Regions from separate parts of the Mus musculus genome. Here region 1 is linked to region 2. Evidence: chromatin contacts called from public HiChIP or PLAC-seq data. All regions are on one chromosome and are shown on one strand. Each heading gives the region's core, a stretch centred on a gene start, on an enhancer-like site or on the middle of the called end of the contact. The rest is flanking DNA. Distances are from core to core; before and after follow the strand shown. Region 1 has its middle 35 kb from the start of Birc3. Region 2 overlaps Mmp3 (matrix metallopeptidase 3).

Evidence for each region. HiChIP or PLAC-seq counts read pairs in DNA pulled down with a chosen protein or histone mark.
Region 1: an H3K27ac HiChIP or PLAC-seq map of trophoblast stem cells shows a contact between it and region 2, with 4 times the contacts expected there. The contact joins two enhancer-like sites. A contact is called at or near these places in 3 of 39 promoter capture datasets (the C10 cell line, neutrophils and pre-B cells) and 1 of 115 datasets of contacts at active chromatin or transcription factors (trophoblast stem cells).

The regions. Positions count from the first base shown.
Region 1 is chr9:7,905,546-7,911,728 of GRCm38.p6, forward strand. No RefSeq gene overlaps it. Among named protein-coding and RNA genes, the nearest start is that of Birc3, 35 kb to the left of the region's middle. Within about 2 kb of position 2,311, at least 19 of the 459 cell types and tissues checked have an H3K27ac peak or open chromatin away from gene starts, as enhancers often do. A contact at or near this core is called in trophoblast stem cells, where this site is marked.
Region 2 is chr9:7,450,904-7,457,271 of GRCm38.p6, forward strand. It overlaps Mmp3 (matrix metallopeptidase 3), which reads left to right. Exons shown (of 10, transcript NM_010809.2): 7 at 304-437; 8 at 836-995; 9 at 2,713-2,816; 10 at 4,687-5,072. The coding sequence ends at 4,787. Among named protein-coding and RNA genes, the nearest start is that of Mmp3, 8.3 kb to the left of the region's middle. Within about 2 kb of position 4,133, at least 9 of the 459 cell types and tissues checked have an H3K27ac peak or open chromatin away from gene starts, as enhancers often do. A contact at or near this core is called in trophoblast stem cells, where this site is marked.

The sequences.
Region 1 (6,183 bases), core at 1,061-3,560, 450 kb after region 2:
GTCAACAAGTACAAAAGCTATCTCTTTTAGTAAATAACAAAAGCTGGGCTGGAGGCTGGGTGTGTGTTGGTAAAGGGCTTGCCCTGCATGCACAAATTGCTGTGCTTGAGCCCCAACACTGAATAAACTGGACATGGTGTCACACACCTGTAAGTTTAGTATTACAATGGGAGACAACCAGATGTCTAAGGTCATCCTTGCTTGGATAATTAAAGCTTCACTGAGGATATGACAGTTGATAGAGTATTTGTGTCCACAAAGCCCCAGTGAGGCAGCATAAACCAGGCTTGGCGGTTCATGCGTAAAAGTCTAGCACTAAGGAGGCTAAGGCAGGAGGATTAGATGTTTGATGATATACTGCTGTGGTGGTTTGACTAGGTATCCCCCCTCACCCCATAAACTTTGAATGCTTGGCCCACAGGTAATGGTACTCTTCAGAGGTGTGGCCTTGTTAGAGAAAGTGTGACACTGTAGGGGCAGGCTTTGAGGTCTCCTATGCTCAAGCTATGCCCAGTGTCATCCACAGCCTCCTTTCTGCTGCCTGTGGATCAAGATGTAGAACTCTCAGCTCCTTCTCCAGAATATTGTCTGCCCCCCTGCTGCCATGATTTCTGCAGTGATGATAATGGACTAAGCCTCTGAAAATATAAACCAGCTCCAATTAAATATTTTTCTTTATAAGAGTTGCCTTGGTCATGGTGTCTCTTTACAGCAAAATAAAAGTTAATAAAGACAACTGGGCTACATGAGACTCTGTATTATAAACACCAAGTAGACGATAAATCACAGTGTTCTTGTATCTTTGGCCATGAGCCTTGCCTTCTCTCAGAGAAGTCATCTCTCAGACCAATTACAGCATCCTTAAGTCTCAAACAACTGGAAGAGGATATGGAAAATGTCGATCAGGTATAAATAGGTAAAAGCCTGAAGGAAATGTATTTTACTGCCTTTGGGCTTAAAATAATTAGTTATCATTACACAAACTGTTTCAGAAGGAATATAATTATATCCAGTGCTTACAGTAAAAAGCTTCTATGTTCTCTGGAAGCAAGATTTTGGCTTACCCTTAAAGTAATTTACACTTAAGAGGCCTTATCTGCTGCCCTGTCCCAGGATCAGTCCCTACAGAAGCTTCTGACCCCAAGGCTAGTAATAACAGTCTTAAGTTACAATATAACCTAGATGGGATCACACTGACTGTGATAAGGAAATGAATGACTGCAAAGCTGTGGCCAGACCAGCTACTGGCAGGAGACAGCCTGTTTAGAATCAACTTGAGAAAACTGGAGCAGAAGACAGATATGAGAAGTTAGCTCATTAGCCCGGAGCAAAATAAAGGACTCAATAACTAGAAAACATAGCCAGGAGGTGTGGCAGACACCACTTGTGTGGTTTAAAGAAGTAAGGAAAAGTTAGGGAGTCGTGCTACACACTACATGAAATCAACTTTGTTGGAGAACACACTTATTTGTGTCTACCTCTTCATGCTCCAGTAGCGCCACAGCCTGGGGATTCAGCCTTCAACACATGGTCCATTGGGGATGTTCAAGAGCCAAAGCATGGCAGAGTGAAAGCAAGGCAGTGAGGTGAAGCAGAAGGCGGTAGTAGAAGTTTAGAAAAGTGGACTTTAATGAAGTTGCTAAAAAGAATATGCTGCCAAGGCTGACTGGGACGTCATGTACAGGAAGGCTGTTACCAATGGCACAGTATTTGCCAAAGTTATATAAGAAATGCACTAGTGATAGGGGACTAGCCTCATGCCTATGGTTTGAATATGTCTCCTTCCAAAGTCAGGTGTTACCAATGTGATAGCAAAAGAAGTGGGACCTTTAAGGTCATGAGACCATTACAGCTCTCTCCTTGTGTGTGAGACTACTAGAAAAGGTTTCTCACCATTTTCAACTAGCTTGCCTTTTTTTTAAAGATTTATTTATTATTATACATAAGTACACTGTAGCTATATTCAGATGCGCCAGAAGAGGGCATCAGATCTTATTACGGGTGGTTGCAAGCCACCATGTGGTTGCTGGGATTTGAACTTTAAGGAAGAGCAGTCAGTGCTCTTACCTGAAGAACCATCTCACCAGCCCAACTAGCTTCCCTTCATCTTCCCCCCAGGAGGATCACAACATTGAACTGGCCTGCACTGCCTTGAATTTCTTTTCCACAGCTGCAAGAATCAGCATCTGCAAACCCCTGTGACTATGAGTCAGCTATTTTGCTGTAGAAGCACTGACTGACAAGCTTCAGGGAGTTCAGTGATGGCTCTGCTGGACAGGACTGATGCAGAGACAAAGGATCTTTACAGAACAAAGGATCTTTCAGAACCCTGAGGAGGTTAGACCCTGAAGCAACAGGGTGGGGAGGCCTTCCTAGTAAGAAACAGAACTATGTTATTACTGTAATGACTGACAAGATCAGTAGGAATAGCCAAGGAAGCCCAAGCTGGGGAGTGACAGAAATGCTTAACAGAACAGTCTCCCCAGGGGCAAAATGCATGGATAGGCAACAAGGGTAAACCCTAGCCCTGCAGTTCAAAGAATCAATGTGAACAGAAAGGAAGCTGAAGCTGGTCATGGAGAAAGTCCCAACTCCTCTCTCTCTCTGTCTCTCTCTCTCTCTCTCTCTCTCTCTCTCTCTCTGTCTCTCTCTCTCTGTCTCTCTCTCTCTCTCTCTCTCTCTCTCTCTCGATTTATTTATTTATTTATTTTATGTATATGACTACTCTGTCATTGTCTTCAGACACACTAGAAGAGGGCAACTTATCCCATTACAGATGGTTGTGAGACACAATGTGGTTGCTAGGAATTGAACTCAGGACCTCTGGAAGAGCAGTCAGTGAACCATCTCCCAAACCCATTTTTCTTTCCTTTAATGGTGCTTTGTCTGCATGTAAATCTGTATACCTCATAAAGGCATCAGCCCCCCTCCCGCCCCCCTCCCGCCCCCCTCCTGCACCCCTCCTGCCCCCCTGCAAACTCTAGTTATGGATAGTTATGAGCCACTGCAAACTCTAGTTATGGATAGTTATGAGCCACCACAGACAGGGGTGCTGGGAATCAAACCTGGGTCTAGCATCCAGTGCTTTTAAACACTGAACCTGAAAGTAAGAAAACTAAATTCAAGACTTCAAAGCCCTAGCCAGAAAGTTTATTCAAGGTCCATGACTCATGCGGCTTACTAGTTAGGAGGGTTTTTTGGGCTCAGAGCAAAGAACAAAGGCTGCAAAGTCATTCCAGGAACCAACTAGCCATAAAGATAGGGAAGACATACAAGAATGTCCAGACTGGCCCGGCGCCTCCCTATCTCCTGCCCTTCTGACCTAAGTTAAATGTTAACCAGACGCTTTGCTGTTACCTCGATCTGCATGTACAGTCCGCTGATGTTTAAATGGACCAATCATGTGAAACCGCGCCAATTCCTCCCCCAGCCCCAGACCCTTTTCTATAAAAACCCCTAGCTTTCAAGCCTCAAGCCTCGTGGTCGAATCCACTGTCTCCTGCATGAGATACGTTTTGACCCGGAGCTGTGCCATTAAACTACCTCGTGTATTTACATCAAGATAGTCTGTTCGTGATTCTTGGGTGGACACTGAATCAGAAGTTGAGTGGGGGTTTCCCCACTAGGTTCTTTCAAACCATCTCTCTAGCCCCTGCATCAGTCTCAACTTAGAGAACCCTGACTGATAGAGAGAATGTGTCCTCAAGAGGCCTTGCCTGATGTACATTAATGGCAGAGTACTTGTCTTCATAGCAAGTTCTAGGCCTGGGCTACATGGAATTCTGTCTCAAAAGGGGGAAGGGGAAGGGAGTAGAAGAGATAACATGGGGGAGAGAGGGGATGTTGACAGTGGCTGAGAGTACAGAGTGCAAGCACACAGTGTTGGCCTTCAGAGTGTGAAGAATTCATGGTGAGACACCCCCACCATCCCGCCACCCCAGGAGCAAATGCAGGCATTAGGTGCTTTTGCTGTTAAGGGGTTGTGTATTTTCTCTTCTAGTGGCTTCTATTTATTAGTGAAAAAGGAATAAAAGTGACTGGCTAAGCACTGGTTTTATGCTCTGAGGGCTACCGCTCCACTGAAGCACTTGGAACAGAGCCATAACATACTCAGGCACAGCCCAGACACCAAGATTCAAGGTAGCGAGGGAGGTGAGAGAGAATGTGGGACTCGGGACCTTGCCAGGATACTTGATAAGACCAAGCTGGTCTGAGTTCCCAGTTTCTGGGCACTTGCCTGAGACTTAGGCAACTTCCTGCTCCCTGCCAGATACCTGGCCTGGAACATGTGCTGCACTCCCATGTTGGTCTTGTGTCCAGAACAGAGTTTTCATGTTAACGAGGTACCTAGAGGCCCGGAAGGGTTTAGCCAATCAGTTTCCCTCCCCAGGCACTCCTTCCTGCAAAAGGTATTTAATCTCTGGTCCACCCTGAGAAGATGGCATCCATTTTCCACAATGAACAGTCAATAAATGGTATTGATAAACATGGACTGTCTCTTTCATTGAGAACCCCAGTGGAGAGGATGGAGAAAGCCTTTGTCAACAGAGCCACAGCCTAAGTTTCCCATAGAAGGCCTCTCTGAGTGTCCAGTCAACTGCCACCAAGCTAAAGACAACTACCAGTAAGCTAAGCTGGAGCTCCCATTCTCTGTCCCCCACCCTCACCCCCACCCCAGCCCCTGCCATGAGCTAGATATTGTCCTCAGCTTGCAGTGTCAGACTCCCAATTCCTCAGGCAACTCAGTGATGCCTGGATGTCCAGGGGTTTAGGAACCCCCGGTCCTGGCTTCATGGCGGGCCCATAAGCACCCCCCCCCCACACACACACACTTCGTTCCTACCTTCTCTGTGCAGTTTTCTAGGGACTCCAGTCTCTGATGTCTATAGCATATACTTCTTAGATGAGAACTGAGCCTATCCCTAGATATGATAATGCCTAGCATGGTGAGGGTAATGTGTCCTAGGCACCTATGTTGATTCCGTAACCTATGGAGTTCTCCAGGAAGGAGAGAACTCTTCTTTTGCAAATGAAAAACAGACCCTAGAAGCCTGGGGATTAAATGGCAAGAGGTGATTTATCTCTGCAATAAGTCAAGCTGTTAACCTTGCTGCCTGTGAGCGACTTTAACTTATCTCCGAAAATTAACTAAATTTAAGTCATCTTTAAAATATTGTCTTCTGCTAAATAATTACCCTCAAATTGTAGCCTATCCTCAAGCCATCTTTCTTACCTCATATAGGGGTGGCCTAGCTGTTTGATTTTGCTGTTAAGTCTTTCCTGAAGTTACATTCGGATCCAGGTGGTATCTAGTCATAGAAAAGCTTGCCAGTGATGGAAGGATTTGCTTCCAAACCATCTCATGTTTATACCTGCCATGTTGGTGCTCCAAGCTAGCAAAAGACTCCAGTCCCCTGCCACCTAGAACTCAGCATGGAACAGCTTTAAGTATCCACATAGTACAGCAACTGATCTTCCCCAAAGTGAGCAACACAAGGAGGGAGGGGCAGAACTCACATTCTCTGCCTCCTAAGATCCAGTTCTGAAATATCCTATGGGTCACATAGGTCAGCCCCGTTTAGTGTGGGAGGAAACTACAGAAAGCGTGGACACTGGAGGTGAGACTCCCTTGGAGGCCAGTCTAGGAATCTGCAACCACCTCACTCTGAAACTACTCTGTCTCCCCCCCAAGTCTGTTTCAGAGCATTCCTTAAATCTACTCAGTTCTGAGGCTGTAGAGACGGCTGGGTCAGGAGCACTTGCTGCTCTTGTGGAGGACAGGACCTTTTCTGATTCAAATCCCCACACCATGGGTACAATGTCTGGATATGGAGTTCCAGAAGGTCAAGCTTGCACACAGTTGCATGTATGTATACAATCTTTTTTTTTGGGGGGGGGGCGTGTTTTTGAGACAGGGTTTCTCTGTATAACCCTGGTTGTCCTGGAACTCACTTTGTAGACCAGGCTGGCCTCGAACTCAGAAATCTGCCTGCCTCTGCCTCCGGAGTGCTGGGAATAAAGGCATGCACCACCACGCCCGGCTGTATGTATGCAATCTTTTTTTTTTTTTTTTTTTTTTTTTTGGTTTTTTCGAGACAGGCTTTCTCTGTGTAGTCTTGGCTGTCCTGGAACTCAGAAATCCGCCTGTCTCTGCTTCCCAAGTGCTGGGATTAAAGGCGTGCG
Region 2 (6,368 bases), core at 2,883-5,382:
ATTACATTTAGTTAAAGCTTATGCTAAACTAATTAATTGACACAGTAAGAAAATTTGCTTTCACAGATATTCCTCTATAAATCTATGACAGGAGGTATGCTGCAGACTTCTTTTGGAGGAGAGGGGTAGTGGGAGAGGGAGAGGTGGGATTTTCCCAGTAACAACATTCTTATATTTTGCACATCCAACCCCGAGGATAAGAAAATGAAGGGATTATGGGTGAATTTGGAATTTGGACAGGAGACATAATGTTAAAGACAATGGTTGTTTTTTAATTGTCACATTTTTAACATCTGCTTTTAGGCACTTTTGGCGCAAATCTCTCAGGACTCCTGAGCCTGAATTTTATTTGATCTCTTCATTTTGGCCATCTCTTCCATCCAACATGGATGCTGCATATGAGGTTACTAACAGAGACACTGTTTTCATTTTTAAAGGTAATTATTACATAATATCGCTTTAACTTAGTGAGACAAGCCTCTGGAAGGAAAGTAAACAGTACTTTTCTCAACTGTGTCAAATTCTGTATAAAAAATAGCCAAAGAGAATAAAGAAATACATAAAGCCAGCATGTTTATAATTTAGAGATAAAAAAATTAACTTGAGGAGAGACATGGTCCAAGTTGAAAATTCCCTCATTTGATCTTTGATGATTGTTTCCATGTGAACATTTTTGTTGCATGCACACCACAAACCTAAGGCATAAATCTAAAACTTGGACTCCATCTTCACCACTAAAGTGAGGGTGCTAAGAATGTGTTTCCAGAACCGCAAGCCATAATTCCTGGACTTTTTAACACGATGGTGTTTCTGTTGTTGCTTTGTTTTTGTGTAGGAAATCAGTTCTGGGCTATACGAGGGCACGAGGAGCTAGCAGGTTATCCTAAAAGCATTCACACCCTGGGTCTCCCTGCAACCGTGAAGAAGATCGATGCTGCCATTTCTAATAAAGAGAAAAGGAAGACCTACTTCTTTGTAGAGGACAAATACTGGAGGTGGGATTCTGTGAGGATGCCTTAGCTTAGAGACTGAGTGGAGAATTACTTTCTCCCTCTGGCAACTATGGGAAGGGCTTTTAAACAGCAGCAGCTGCCAAAAGGCAGTTAGGTGTTCCTGTTTAGAGACTCACCTCCCCACCCCTGCCCATCCTACCTGTTATTCCCCAGCTCCTTCCTATTCAGTAAAGTAGGACTTCCTTCTCCCCTCCTGCTGAGAGGCCATCTTCTCTCCTTTACCTGTTCAATCCTGCACATACACTTCCAGTTCAGGCTTAAGTCCCTCACTTTCAGGTCCAGCTGGCCTTTACTTCCTCACTGAGAGCCCACATCTCAGTTAACTGGTCCTTTACCAGAGCCCCAGAGTTCTCATTGTCTCCCATGTGTGCGTCTTATCTTCCTCTCAAGGACTGCAGCTGAGCTCACATTCTGCTGACCTCTGCTTGCATAGAGAGGAGACACTACAGCAGACCTGTTTCATGGCTCTCACTCAGGACTGCTTCCTTATAGGATTACTGAGTCCTAGGCATCAGGGCAGACCATCCAGTGTAAAGCCCATGAGTCAAAACCATACTTACAGTACTTTGCTTCTTGTTCAGTCTCTTTTGCTATGGGAGCTTTCATTAAAAAAAAAAAAATCAATGCACAGGAAGGAAAAGAAGATATAAACAGTCTACTTATAATGGTGAAATGGAAAGTGTATTTAATTTTTAAAAATAGTTTTATTATTTGTGTATATGAGTATTCTCTCTCTCTCTCTCTCTCTGTGTGTGTGTGTGTGTGTGTGTGTGTGTGTATGCATCACATGCTTACAGTGCCCTTAGAGGCAGAAATGTGCATAGAATTTCTCAGGAATAGGAGCGACAGATGGTTGGGAGCCACCATGTGGGTTCTGGGGACCTAACCTGGAACCCTCATAAAAGCAGCTAGTGCTCTTAACACCTGAGCCATTACTGCAGCCACAATATTCCACTTCTATCTATGAAGGTATTTCTGTGTGAGAATATCTGCATGTTCATGCAGGTGCCCACAGAGGCTAGAAGAGGGATCCATTAGTTTCTCTGACCCTGGAATTACAGGCAGCTATAAGTCACCTGAATTTGTATGGGGATATGAACTCCAGTTATGGGGAAACAACAGCAAAAGTGCTCTTAACCACAAAGGCATTGCTAGCCATAGGAATTGTATTTCTGATCAGTAACTCAGTCCACACATGTGTGCACATGCATACATACATGAATACATATGGTTGTATATTCATATGATCATGTACTTGTGGATGAAAAAGGATGATGATTCTCTAAGCCAGATTTAAGAAAAACAGTAACAAACAGTATTCCTGTAGTAGGCTGTTGTCTCTGTTCTTCTTGGAGCTATTTTTTAAAGACTATATTAAAGGCAGATTTATTGGGAAGCTGCTCTGGGTGCCAGCTAGTTCACTGGCTCTGGGGACAGAGGTCTGGGAAGTTGCCAAAGGGGAAGTGGGGAGGAGAGGGAGAGAGAAAGAGAGAATGGGTAGCCATGCAGAGAAGGAAGAGAAGAAGCACAGCTATGGTTTTAAGAGCTAAACTTTAGCTTATTAAAACCACATGGTGCTAAGTAAGCTTGCCATGTATGTGCAGAACTTGGAAAGGCTACTAGAGTTGCACAGCGCTCACGAGTGTGGGGAGCACACCCTCCATGCACTGCTGAGCTGTACTTCTGTCATTTTGGGCAGGTTTGATGAGAAGAAACAATCCATGGAGCCAGGATTTCCCAGGAAGATAGCTGAGGACTTTCCAGGTGTTGACTCAAGGGTGGATGCTGTCTTTGAAGCATTTGGTAAGAGGACACTTATTCTGTTGGCAATGGGGCCCTTGACATACTCTGTGGTATGAGAGAACAGAAGAGAAATAATTTTAATAACACGGTTAAAAAAACAAACAAACAAACCTCAGTAGTCTCCTTCCTTCCAAAAATTTCAACCCCTTTGTTTTCGTGGCCATTGCAGCTCTCCTTGGGTGAGCTGCTTTGACTCATGAAGGTGATTAACAAAAAATGCCTCTATCTTTTTTTTCCTTTTTAAATATTTTTATTAGGTATTTTCCTCATTTACATTTCCAATGCTATCCCAAAAGTCCCCCATACTCTCCCCCCCCAACTCCCCTACCCACCAACTCCCACTTTTTGGCCCTGGCATTCCCCTGTACTGAGGCATATAAAGTTTGCATGACCAATGGGCCTGTCTTTCCACTGATGGCTGACTAGGCCATCTTTTGATTGAAACACGAGCTCTGGGGGTACTGGTTAGTTCATATTGTTGTTCCACCTATAGGGTTGCAGACCCCTTTAGCTCCTTGGGTACTTTCTCTAGCTCCACCATTGGGGGCCCTGTGATCCATCCAATAGCTGACTGTGAGCATCCACTTCTGTGTTTGCTAGGCCCCAGAATAGTCTCATAAGAGACAGCTATATCAGGGTCTTTTCAGCAAAATCTTGCTAGTATATGCAATGGTGTCAGCATTTGGAGGCCCTCCAGGTCCAACCATTTGCCTAGGAATTTCATAAATTCATTCTTTTTAATAGCTGAGTAGTATTATCTTATGCAGAAGCGAAAGACCAAAGTGCTGACAAGTCACTGCCTCACTTTGTGAGCCTTTCTTTCTCTTTCTTTTTGTTTTTATTGTTGTTGTTGTTGTTTTTTGGGGTTTTTGTTGGTTTTTTTTTTCTTTTTGGTTTTTTGTTTGTTTGTTTTGAAACAGGGTTTCTCTGTATAGCCCTGGCTGTCCTGGAACTCACTTTGTAGACCAGGCTGTCCTCGAACTCTGAAATTTACCTACCTCTGCCTTCCAAGTGCTGGAATTAAAGGCATGGCCACCACTGCCTGGCTTTGTGATGTTCTTCCAAAGCTCCCATCAGTGGTTGGGCCCTGGTAAGGCCTTCTCTACCCAACCTGTTTGAACCACTCAATCTCAGACTTTGTCTTTCCTGACTCCTTTAATGACAGACAACTTTGGTTCCTTGTAAACATTCCCCTTTCCATTACCTAAAGCTTAAAAGATGTGTTTCCTATGAAAGGGTAAGTGAGTAAAAGCTAGTGATCTTTATTGACAGTGCAGACGGTCCGGAAGGGGTGTGGTGACTAATCTTCCCTAGGTCCTGAAAAGCCTTGGGCTAGGATATGACACAGGAAGGAGGGAGGGGTTAGGAAGAAAGGAAATAGATCATAGATTCAAACAAGAAGGAATTTTCTTCCTGAATAGAAAGCAGAAAAGCAAGAGATCTTCCTCCTACCCTAAAGGCAGCAAGATCTCCCTCCTGACTTGCACAGTATGATGGGACAAGTATTTCCTTCTGTTTTCAACTCCTTTATCAGAAAGATGTGATTAGATTTACTTAACAGAGCTCTTGCCCAGCCAAATTGTTTAAATAGTAGTTTTGTTAAATGCTTGACATTCTTCCTGTCATGTAGTAAAAGTACAGAGACTCTGTTGTTTGTTCTTGCTGCTGACTTCTCAGAGGAGCAAGGGTTTGAATCCAGGACATGGAGCACGCTAGGCAAGTGTCTCTCCACTGACTCACACCCCTGATTCTTTCTGCTTTCCACTTACCTTTCACTGAGGTTTTTTTTTTTTTTTTTTTTTTTTTTTAACTTTCCCAAATTTTTACTTTGAAGAAAGTGACTCAAGGGCTCTCTCATCTTTACATACAGGGTTTCTCTACTTCTTCAGTGGATCTTCGCAGTTGGAATTTGACCCAAATGCCAAAAAAGTGACCCACATATTGAAGAGCAATAGCTGGTTTAATTGTTAAAAAGAGATCCAAGGAAGGCATCCTGTGTTTTAACTGATGCTTATAGTTCTTCATCTGAGTCTTTGTGAAAGGAAGTGCTTTGTTCAGCATGTGCTATGGCAGAACCAAACAGGAGCTATGGATGACACCAGTCAACGTCAAGTTGTCAAAGGATGTTCAGAAGCACTGTGTAGCTTACACTGTGTCCCAAGGAGAGGAGGGAAGGCACTCCTGGGCCACAAACAAGTGTCTGAACTGTGTAGATGGTTTGTTTTATTTAATAAAGATTGTGTGTCGTTTATTAAATTATGGTTGCTTGCTTGTTGATTTCCAGAACAAGTGCTCAGGACCTTGGGCAGTGATGGACTGAGCAATACATCACTTGAGATGCTGGGTTCCTGGAAGTAGCACATTTGCTGTCTCCATGCTGAGTTTATTCATAAAGAAAATGGAACACTTGCTCGGCTAATGTACCACTACAAACAGGAAAATACAAAAAGGGCATTCTCTCCACCTAGACATATGTTTTCTGCCATATCCAATGGAAAAAGCTAAGGGTGAGGCTGACATTACAGGGCTAGCTTTTAATAACTACAATGTGAGTACTATCATGTATGTACTCACAGCAAACTAGTTTGAATGCCTCATTTTGCAAATGAGGGAGTCAAGGCTATCCATTAGCTTACATATTTCCTCAGCATTGTTCCTTCCTGTCTCAATCATCAACGTGGCTCACAACTACCCTGTGTATACATGAAAATATCATCTTGTACTGGGCATGGTTGTGCACCCCTTTAATCCCAGCACTTGAGAAAGAAGGCCAGCCTGATCTACATAGTGAGTTCCATAATAACCAGAGCTGTATAGTGGGACCCTGTCTCAAAGAAAAAAAGAAAGAAAGGAAAGAAGGAAGGAAGGAAGGAAGGAAGGAAGGAAGGAAGGAAGGAAGGAAGAGGGGGGGAGAGGGGGAAGGAGGGAGAAAGAGAGAGAGAAAGGAAGAAAGAGAAGTAAATGGGATTCTGTCTCAAATAAATAAGTGAATAGATTTTATATATATACATACATACATACATACATACATACATACATACATACATACATTCATGGAGGAGGAGGAGAAGGAGAAGAACAAGATGAACAAGAAGAACAAGAAGAACAAGAAAAACAAGACCAAGAAGAAGAAGACCAAGTCCAGGAAGAAGAGGAGGAGGAGGAGGAGGAGGAGGAGGAGGAGGAGGAGGAGGAGGAGGAGGAGGAGGAGGAGGAGGAGGAGGAGAGCCGGATGGTGGTGGTGTACACCTTTAATCCCAGCACTTGGGAGGTAGAGGCAGGCGGATTTCTGAGTTTGAGGACAGCCTGGTCTACAAAGTGGTTCCAGGACAGCCAGGGCTACACAGAGAAACCCTGTCTCAAAACAAACAAACAAACAAACAAACAAACAAAAAAGGAGAACTAATCATCTTGTGCTCATTTTGTATCTGTATGTGCCACAAGGTGAAGTCCATTTGCAAAGGGCAATTACAAAACCCATTTCTCATCCCTCAGTATCACTTGAATTTTAATGCCTAACATGCAGAGGGCTCACAGTTACCTTTAGACTTT